2 separate regions of the Gossypium hirsutum genome follow, and region 1 is linked to region 2. The links are chromatin contacts, called in public Hi-C maps. All regions are on one chromosome and are shown on one strand. The core of a region is the stretch at or near the end of the contact, and the rest is flanking DNA. Distances in the headings are between cores, read along the strand shown.

Evidence for each region. A called contact is a pair of places that touch in the nucleus more often than the background predicts.
Region 1: a Hi-C map of leaf shows a contact between it and region 2, with 1.5 times the contacts expected there. The contact joins the promoter of LOC107957304 here to the promoter of LOC107960006 in region 2. A contact is called at or near these places in 2 of 34 Hi-C or Micro-C datasets (both in leaf).

Annotation. Positions count from the first base shown.
Region 1 is chrA05:79,558,341-79,563,205 of Gossypium_hirsutum_v2.1, forward strand. LOC107957304 (protein trichome birefringence-like 30) reads right to left here and starts at 1,823. Exons shown (of 5, transcript XM_041112498.1): 1 at 1,342-1,823; 2 at 1,020-1,112; 3 at 717-916; 4 at 478-599; 5 at 1-377. The coding sequence starts at 1,377. The coding sequence ends at 373. LOC107957305 (a long non-coding RNA gene) reads left to right here and starts at 4,711. Exons shown (of 4, transcript XR_001700401.2): 1 at 4,711-4,865.
Region 2 is chrA05:78,966,513-78,971,638 of Gossypium_hirsutum_v2.1, forward strand. It overlaps LOC107960006 (phosphoinositide phospholipase C 2), which reads left to right and starts at 3,618. Exons shown (of 9, transcript XM_016896202.2): 1 at 3,618-4,091; 2 at 4,548-4,744; 3 at 4,904-5,039; 4 at 5,116-5,126. The coding sequence starts at 3,795.

The sequences.
Region 1 (4,865 bases), core at 573-3,072, 590 kb after region 2:
AATCAATCATGACAATCAAAGTCAAGTTCGGTAAATGATAAGTGCAAATAGCAATTCATTCCACGTATCAGGCAATCCAGGCAGACACCAATCCAAACAATCTGCATACCTTGCTGGATCAGATTTTTGTTCTTGCGTCAGCAACTTACCACCAGGAGCTGCATAGATTGATGTATGTGCATCTTTCCGGTATTCGGATAGCCTCGTTATGTTGAAGAAGTGAAGGGGTATTTTCATGGATTGAATGACATTCACCGTGGTTATGAAAAGCTGCCGATTGGTACCCACATCAATTCTCGATATGTTCGGAAACGGAGATGTCTCGTTCCAACACTTGATCCTATTCGTGCTATTCCAATCAGAGCGCCTGTTTTAATCTGCATACACGAAATGTGTTAAAGTATCTGTTTAGAACCATCTAACTGAGAAGTTTTCAAGTGTTCGCTAGTTTATACTTCATATGTGTAGGACTCATACTGCTGAAGAACACTGAAGTTCTATTAGAATCAACATTTTCTTCCACCCATTTAGCCCATGATTTCAAAGCCCTCTCATATGCTACATTCTGATCAACGTCGACAGAATCCGTTGCCCCATTACTGAAAATTCGCTGCCTTTTCGGTCAGTTTTGAAGGAAGAATTGAGTGAAATTTTCTAGTATTTCAGAACCGTATGTACTAAAGAATGTAAAAAAGCCAACAAATGTAAGAACTTACAGAGCTTTCATGGTGGGGTACCTCCACCAAATATATGTATTAAAGATGAGATAATCCACATTTTTCCAGTTATCCCCGTGTTTTGAGATTGATTCAAGCTTGACTACAGGAACCACTGTGCCATACCTCATTGTTGGAGGGTCTACATTGGATTCAACCAGAAATGGTGCCCAGTAAAACTCCAGTGTAGCATTGTAATCCTACACAGTTCAAACAAATTCTTTCATTTTTTTTTTCTCTTAGTTATTTGAATGAAATCAATCAATGAGTTAAAATATTGTAGAAACAGCAGCAAGCAATTACCTTCATTTTAAAGACAGTGGTATAGCTTGCATAACTAAAGCTCTTCTTCTCTGGTGGGATAATAGATTGAACCATACAAACCATAGATAGCATCTGGTTCAAATTTATGAAGTCCCCAACAAACATTAGCCTCTTTCCTCTAAGTTTCTCCAGCAATAAATTTGCCTCAAACCTTAACCCAAAATTTTTAACTATTCAAGGGTTTATGGAGTAGCATATCGTTTCAAAATATGCAAGGAACAAGGTACTTGAAGAAAAATGGAAGACTAAAAGAATGAATCTGAAAAGAATTACCAAGTACTTAGAGAAAGAAAGTACTTACTTGGGCAAAGAGCAGTCTCTGGGCTGCCATCTCCATTTCTGGTATAAAGATTCAGGCCTTCCATTCTTCAAGCAAGTTACCATGTCAGTAAGGAACTCACAGTCATCTTCTTTGTATAAAGGGTGTGATGACCCATTATCAAAAACCCATTCTCCTGTGAAGATATCACACTCTTCTAATGGCGAAACAATCCTTTCATAGTCACCATCGTCAGCTTTGTTTGTTTCTTGAAGTTGAACATAGGTTGAGTTTGAAGATTCCTGGAAGGGGTGTTGGTGTTTGAAATCTGGGAATGGAATGGTTTTCATGTATTGATTGTAACAAAAGAATCCAAAGAACAAAGTTGAAAAAGTTACTATGGTTAGCATGGGGAAGTAATTGCATCTTTGGGTCTTATCAAAAGGTCTCATTGTTACTGATTCCCTATCACTCTATCAGAGACTGAATTTCTGTTCTTGGGAGTTTTATATTTTTCTTTATCTGTTTTTAACTTCTTTTCTAATAGGTATAAGTCAACCTCCCATTTTTTAACTAACAACAGCTTCTGTTACTGTTTCTTTTTCCTTCTTTTTTTTTAGGGGTAAGAATAAGTACAGGATCGAATTTAGAATGCCTGTACTTTTTACCACCCACAATTTTTTCTTACCTTGCTTGATGTGTTTTAACCAGTACTGTTGATATTTACTGGTTTATCCATTAAATTAATTTTCGTTGGTTTCATTAAAAATGTGGCAAATCAAACAACCAACTAATTTTTACGATTAGACACGCTAATGTTGTCACTGTATGGGTGCTGATCCGGATTAGGTGCCCCCGGTTGCTGTTTTCGATCGGGCTGGGGTGGCTCCCAGTCTTCCCTCTCTTATGGAGTCTTGGTCTGATTATTAAGCAAGGCTTTCAATGAAAACGAAAGTCGATTAGTAACAGGGATTTATGCTTTAATATGTTCATTAGTGGCTAATGTCTAATGGCGTGTTTTACAATACTTAAAAAAAATACTTTTAACTCTAAAAGTACTTTTAAAGCTAAATAAATTGTTTTTCTAAAATTTTTAACTTTTTAAAAGTGTTTTTGAAAAATACTTTTGAAAATGAGAAAGTAAAACTTTTAGTTTTTTTTTCCAAAAGCACTTTTAGTACTTAATTATTTTTTCACTCATCCAATAACATAATACTTATTTTTTTTTTCTTGGTACTTAATTACAAATGTATTAAAATTATTAATTAAAAATAAAAAATATTTTTTAAAATACTAATTACAAATATTTAATAGTTATATTTAAATATTTAAAATATAGTTTATATATTTTAATTAAATTTTATAAATAATTAATATTTATTGCTTAAAAATATTTAAAATTTATATTTTATATTTTATATATTAAAATATTAACAACAAGTTATAATAATTTCTTTTATATTTTTACTAAAATATAATAATATTAACTAATTTAAATATTATTTAAATACATATTTTCTCAAAATATTTTTTTACAGTAATGTTAAACATACAAATTTTAAATTAAACTTTTAAAAATTATTTTTCAAAAGTAGTTGATAAAAACATTTTTAAAAAGCATTTTCAAACTAACAGTGGATGGTGATGGTTCCCTTTTTTTTCTAGTTTAAGGGGTTTGACATCATATGTTTGAGATCTTGATGATTGGCAACCATTGTGTTTGACAATACGCCATTGTTGCTCTATCTCTAATTACTTTTCTTCTTCGAAAAGAAATGTCTTTTTGTCATGTTTGAGCTGTTGAGTGGACAACAATTAATGGATTTCAATTTCTTTTAAGTTTGAACCTTTAGAATGACTAAATTAGATTCGTTATCATGTTATGTTTTGTTTAAACAATTATTTTTAGTAAACAAACAAGGAAAAAAGGTTAAGAAAGAATGAAAAGTCAGCAAATAAATAGATTATTTTAATGATTGTGCTTTTTGACTCTGGTTTAATCAAGTTAATGTAGATACATATACTTTTTTTACTGAGAAAGAAATTTTTTGTTTGAATTGATGGATTTCGAGGCAGCTAGAAAAAATGGGTTAAAAAATGAATATAAACCCATTATTCATATTGTTACTGAGGATAGTTTTCACATCCATAGTTGCTGATAGAGGTGTGTATGGGTCGGGTCGGGTCGGGTCGGGTCGGGCCCATAAAAAAATTTTATCTGTTTTCAAGGCTTGGGCTCGGCCCGGCTCGAAATATGGGATTAAAAATTTGTCCAAGTTCGGCTAGAGAAAAAATAGTAGGCCCGAGTCCGGCCTGGCCCGGCCCGGCCATATTAAATTTTTTTACTTTTTTTATTAAATAAAAAATTTTAAAATATAATAAATCAAATACATTTAAAAACATAAAAATAAATATTAAAACAAAAAACAAATAAAAAATAAAAAATGAGACTAAAATAATTCTTAAAATAATACATAAATTAAAAATATAATAAAAAGTAATTATATTAAAATTGAAAAATTGAAACAAATTAGAACTAAATTAAGAACCAAATTATATTAATAACAAAAGTTTTACAATATCAAAATAACATTAAAAACAACAAAAAAGAGTAAAGTCAAAGTACTAAAGCTACTTAAAATTAAAAATAAAAAAAAAATTTAAAAACAATTTAATATTAAAATCGGCCGGGCCGGGCCTAGGCCAAAAAAATTTACCCGGGGCCCGGCCCGTTTTCTAAACGGGCCTCATTTTTTGTCCAAGCCTATTTTTCGGGCCTATATTTTTACCAAAACACTCTCATTTTTCGGGCGGGCCTTCGGGCCGGCCTGCCCCATGCACACCTCTAGTTGCTGAACAGTTAAAAATAAGCAAGCATTCTAGATTTCATTCAACATATTCATTCACTCAAGGTTTCTCAAATGGAGCAAGGTAGACTCTGTTTGCAACACTTCGGTTGGTGTGGCATGCAATAGTGACCATTTCAGAGTTATAGGTCAACAAAAGTTAGCCGACAATGGAAAAGCAGCTGAACCAGAAAGAACTGGTGAAGCTATCGTGCAAAATCCAAAGGAAAAAAAAGGAAGACCAAGAAGAACTTACTTGCAGAGAAAAGCCAAGAAAAAATTTGAAGAACTTGGTGGTTTAATCCCTGGAAAACAATGAAAAGGAAGCAAAGCAATAAATTAACGGCCACATTAGTGTTTTAACGGTTTTGCACTAAAATAAAATAAAAATAATAACTTTTTAAAGTTAAATGATTGAACAAAAAATTTACTAATAATCAAATAATCATTTATATAATTTACCCAATGTAAAAACATATTTAATTAAACTCTCCTAAAATTTGCATACGTTTTTTAACAGATTACTATACAATAAAATTCCAATAAAGCATTAGACCCCTAACGTATACAATGCTGCGATTTAAGATTATGTGAAATTTCTTTGTTTTTAAAGTAAGATTATGTGAATCTTACTAAAAAAATGGATTTTGATAGAGAAAAAGGTTTAGTATTATTTGCAGCTCTCTTTCGATCGATTTCATATGTTGTTTTCTTTTACAC
Region 2 (5,126 bases), core at 2,368-4,867:
AATATAAATTTAAAATATTATAAAATAAATGAGAAACATTTTTTAAAAAATTCAGAAAAAATGTTTGAATAAACAGATATTATAAAATATTTGAAATATAAATTTACAATATTATAAAAAATAAACAAATAAAAAATTAGGAAAAGGACAAAATGTACAAATCCGGTGGAGTGGCTCCACCAGAAAGAAGGAAAATTTATTTTAAAACCCCCATTTTTGCAAAGATCGCAATATTTCCTTAATATTTATACAGGCGGCGCCATTCTACATCTAGAAAAAAATTAATTTTTTTATCTCAATGCTGATGCTTGCATGTTGATGGCACCAAAGACTTTGGTTCCACCAACTTTTACTATAAATAAGTTATTTGTGTATTTTATCAAAAAAAAGTTATTTATGTAAGTAAATAATTTTTTTTAGGTTCATTTTATAAAAAAGCCATAAGTGGACGGGTTTAGCTTCTAGATGTTGGATTTTTTAGTTGGAATTAAAAAATTAAAAATAATGTTTTGCGAAAAACAAAAACTGTCGAGTAGAGGTAAGCAAAACTCTAATTCGTTCGGAAAAAAAATTAATCAAGTTATTCGAGTAAACTCGAATAAGTATTTCAAGTTTCAAGTTGAATTTTACAATTCAAATAATGAATTAGTGTAAATACTTCATTAGTCTAATGAGCAAATTGGTCCCTCTCAACAAAAATTTAAAAAAAAATTCAAAAAGTTTAAAATAATTTTAAAATCCAAAATATTTATAAAAATTCAAAACTTTATATTTTTTAAAAAATTATAATAATTTAAAAAAATTAAAGAATATATAAAGAAAATTAAAATTTTAAAAATTTTATAAAATAATAATTTTGGGATATAAATAAGTAAATTAATTATTCATGTTTATTATACTAAAGTATCTAATTTTTAACTATTTTACTTTGAAAAAAGTTTTTAAATAGATATGGTTTAAAATTTATGTGCTATAATACGAAATTAATTATATTGTAAACAAATTTTAATTTTAAAATATTAATTTTTAATTCAACATAAACAATTTTATTCAATTCAATTTAACTAAAATTTTTTCTTTCTATAAACTTAAAAATTTTTCGCTGAATTCAATTCCATCCGACCATCTTCGCTACACTCGGTTGTGAAAAAGTAAACTCATCTTACGTGACGTGTTAGAGTAATATAAACCGAGAAAGCAAAGGTCGGTAAAATAGGCCTTAAGAGGAGGTCTATGCAACTGGCCCAAGTTGTCAAAGCCCTTTTTGACCTTGAATCTAGTTCAGCATTGGCCCATTAAGAAGAGCTCACAGACGTTTGCCGTACACTTCCCCTTCAATTATCACACAAATTTCCTTTCCTCCAATTCAATCTCCTTGTTCCCAGAATCAATGAGAAAATGGGAAAAACGAAATGGCAAATTACTACAATGTCGATGAATTTCTAACAGTGGAAGAGGTTGATTTAAAAATTCTCACATCCCGCATCTTGAAAATTTCATTTTTTCCCTCTTTGAACTCATTGCAGTATGTTCCAGTTGTTTTTCATGAAGCAGCCAATGGAGCAGTTCCGGAACAAACTCCATAAGTTTTTGTTAAATTACTTGATCTCCTCAGGAGTAAAATTAGAATTGCCATTGTGGCTTTGCTCAAGAAGGCAAGCCATATCCATAAGCGTTCCTCCTGACTGTTTCAATAAAAAGTATAATTTTTCCCTCTATATAGCTCTCAAAAGTTTGGTGGTTATATGTTTGATTTTTTTCTCAATGAAAGTCTGTTCCACTTTATTCAAAGCAAAAAATGGTTACTTGCAGTCGGAGAATGATTGTTATTGAACGTGTGATTTTAATGTCTTGCTGATTTATACATTTGCTCGCCAAAAAAATTGTGTGTGCGTGTTATTGACAATCATTTTCTTTTTTGTAACAGCAGAAGAAGGCTAATTGTGAGGGTCCTCTTATTTGTTTAAAGCTTATTCCTTTAGATGTTTATGCATCTTGAGTGTAGTGTCGGAAGCAGCTCGATCTTGAGAAGTGGAGGATGGGTTTTGAAGCTTGGAAGGAAGAGGAAGCCAATGGGATCACTGCTATTCTGACCTCAACATCACTCTCATTGTCGCTTGCATTGCATGATGGTAACATATTCAACGTTGACTGCTTCCGACTGAAACTGTGTGAAAAATATGTTCATAACTGATATTCATACATTTCTCTACTTGTATCTATATAACCCTTGTATTGATATGACCAAGTGTAATTGCTTAATAACTTGAATATTTAGAACATCATAATTATATCTAATCATATATTACTTTCATATTGCATACAACAAGTACTTGATAAGAAAAAATAATTGTTGAACTGATTATTATTATTATAATATATTTCCAAAATTTCAAATACATTTTAAGAGCTTTAGAGTGAGTGCTTTCAAAATTGCGGGTTTCTACTAAATTGTTTGGTTGTAATGAAATTGAAAAAGTTGACTAAAAGATCTTAAATGATTTTGAAAAAGAAAATACCGACAATAAGAAGTTAATGTGACAACTGTTAGCTGTTTCTTTCGATCTGTCGTGTTTTGTGTGTAGGTGTTAGATTTTATGAGTCCTGTAAATATGTTAAAAATTTAAATAAAGATAAGATATGAATTTATTGACTAACAACTTTGAATTTACAATAATAATAAAAAAAGATATGTTGCACAAAGCATGAAAAAAGAAATATAAAAAAGCGAAAGGATAATAATTCCCAGCAACGGTATATCCCTCCAAAAAGAAGACCAAAGACATGACAAATTATATTCTATAAATCTGAAATTAAAAAGTTTTCAATTTGATTTTAATATAAATCCTTTCTTTACTTGCCTAAGATAGAGACACAGAAGAGTGATAACTGTAAACATCACCATTTTCCCTGCATTGTGATTGGAGTAGAATAAACCCTTTACTTTTCACATTTGACTTTTGGCAGTCCCACCATAGTAAAATAAATTAAATTTTGTTCATTTAATTTAGAAAAAGTTATAAAATGATCCTTAAATTATTTAAAATTTTTTATTTAAATTATTCAGTTGTTAAAATCGTTGTTGTATGACTTTTTTATTCATACTGTTTATACTAATTGAAAGCTCTTATTCTCCCTCTTTTTTACAATTCAATTTTTTTTTGAAACATCTTTAAACCTTATAAATTTACGAATCAAAATCTTAACAACTTTATTCTTTAATCTCCAACAGTAACTATGAGATCGACTTGGATCTAAGAAATATTTTTTTACTTGTCATTGGATATTGATCTATCTTATCATTTATCGAATTATCATTTGGAGCTCATTAGTCAAATTTAATATATATATATATATCAACTCAATAACTCAAATAAAAAATTTTAAATAATTTACTGATTTAAATAAAAATTTTCAAATAAATTATTAACTATGTTATAATTTTTAAAATTAACCAAAATATAATTTTATTAATAATTTAATTATCTTATGTGCAATTTCCCCTAGAGATAAAATGATCCTTTCAGACGTAAAAAACTATGCTCATGCAATAAAATACAGGCAGCTCGGGGTCCACATGTTTAACTATGTGAGTGCGACCCGCTTTCACATATTGGTCCCATCCCATCACATCCCCTGAAGTGTCGTAAACCATCTTTACTGGAAATGAAACTCATCATCGTCTTCAAGAAGTTGAAACAGCAAGAAACCTGCACTTAAAAAACTAAACAAAATCAGACAGTCTAGATTTGCTGGTTCCCAGTTGTATATTTGGGAATTGTAAGAAAAAACAAATGTCCAAACAAACTTACAGGGTTTGTTTCTGCTTCCAGAGGAGGTTTAGGCTGGCAGTTTCAGAGGCACCAGAGGATATCAAGAAACTGTTCGAACAATACTCCGAGAATGGGATAATGACCATTGATGGGCTGCAGAGGTTCTTGGTCGAGGTTCAGAAAGAAGATAAGGCTACCAGAGAAGATGCTCAGAAGATTATTGATAGTGTTAAACATTTTCATAGAAAGGGTGTAAACCTCGAAGCTTTTTTTAAGTACCTCTTTGGTGATATTAATCCTCCTCTTGCTTCTCTTGGGGTAATCATATTTCTCTCTCTCTTTGGATTGCCCTTTGTCCTTTTTAGGTTTATTAATTGGGCTTTGAATGCTTCCGTCCAAATTAGTTGATTTGTGTTTTTGTTTGGATGCTGTGAAAATTTTGGGAGCAAAGTGGAACATTTTTATACGTGATTTGAAGTTTGTTCCCTCTTTGAGTTTTCACCTTTACTAAAAAAGGATAATTTGCTTACCCTTATTGTTTCTAGTTGGAAACTTTGGTGTTGGGTTCTATGGGATTTAAATGAAACTAATACCTATTTTCAGCTCAGCAAGCTGTAATGTCTAGTGACTGGATTAGTAGCTTTGAAGAAGGTCCTGTGATGATACCGATCCGTGCGAAAAGTTGGGGCCAACTCACTTTCTTGTTTGATTGCTAAAGCAAATTGTTTTAGTTTTCTTCTTTTTGTGCTATCATGTTCATTTGTTTTATTTCAGGTTCACCATGATATGAGTGCTCCTTTGTCACATTATTTCATATATACTGGTCACAATTCTTACCTTACTGGGAACCAACTCAGTAGTGAGTGCAGTGATGTCCCCATCATAAATGCTCTTAAGAGAGGTGTGCGGGTGATAGAATTGGATATATGGCCGAATTCGACGAAAGATGATGTCGATGTTCTTCATGGAGGGTATGTTCTTCAACTGCAAAGAGTTACTTGAATGGATCTATCCTTGATAATTTTACGCAACTTGTCATACTTACATTGCAATATTTTGGTATGTTTCGAAGGAGCAGTCCATGTCTGTCCCCCGCTTCCGAGAGAATAACAAATGTTTCCTTCATGTAGGACATTGACTACTCCGGTGGAACTCATCAAGTGTTTGAGGTCTATTAAAGAGTATGCTTTTGTAGCCTCAGAATATCCGGTTGTCATAACTCTGGAAGATCACCTTACGCCAAAGCTTCAGGCTAAAGTTGCTGAGGTAAGTCTCAGTCCTTCTGATGTGGATTTAATTGTCTGATATTCCGATAATTTACGCTTCTATGACTAACTTCTAGATGGTCACTCA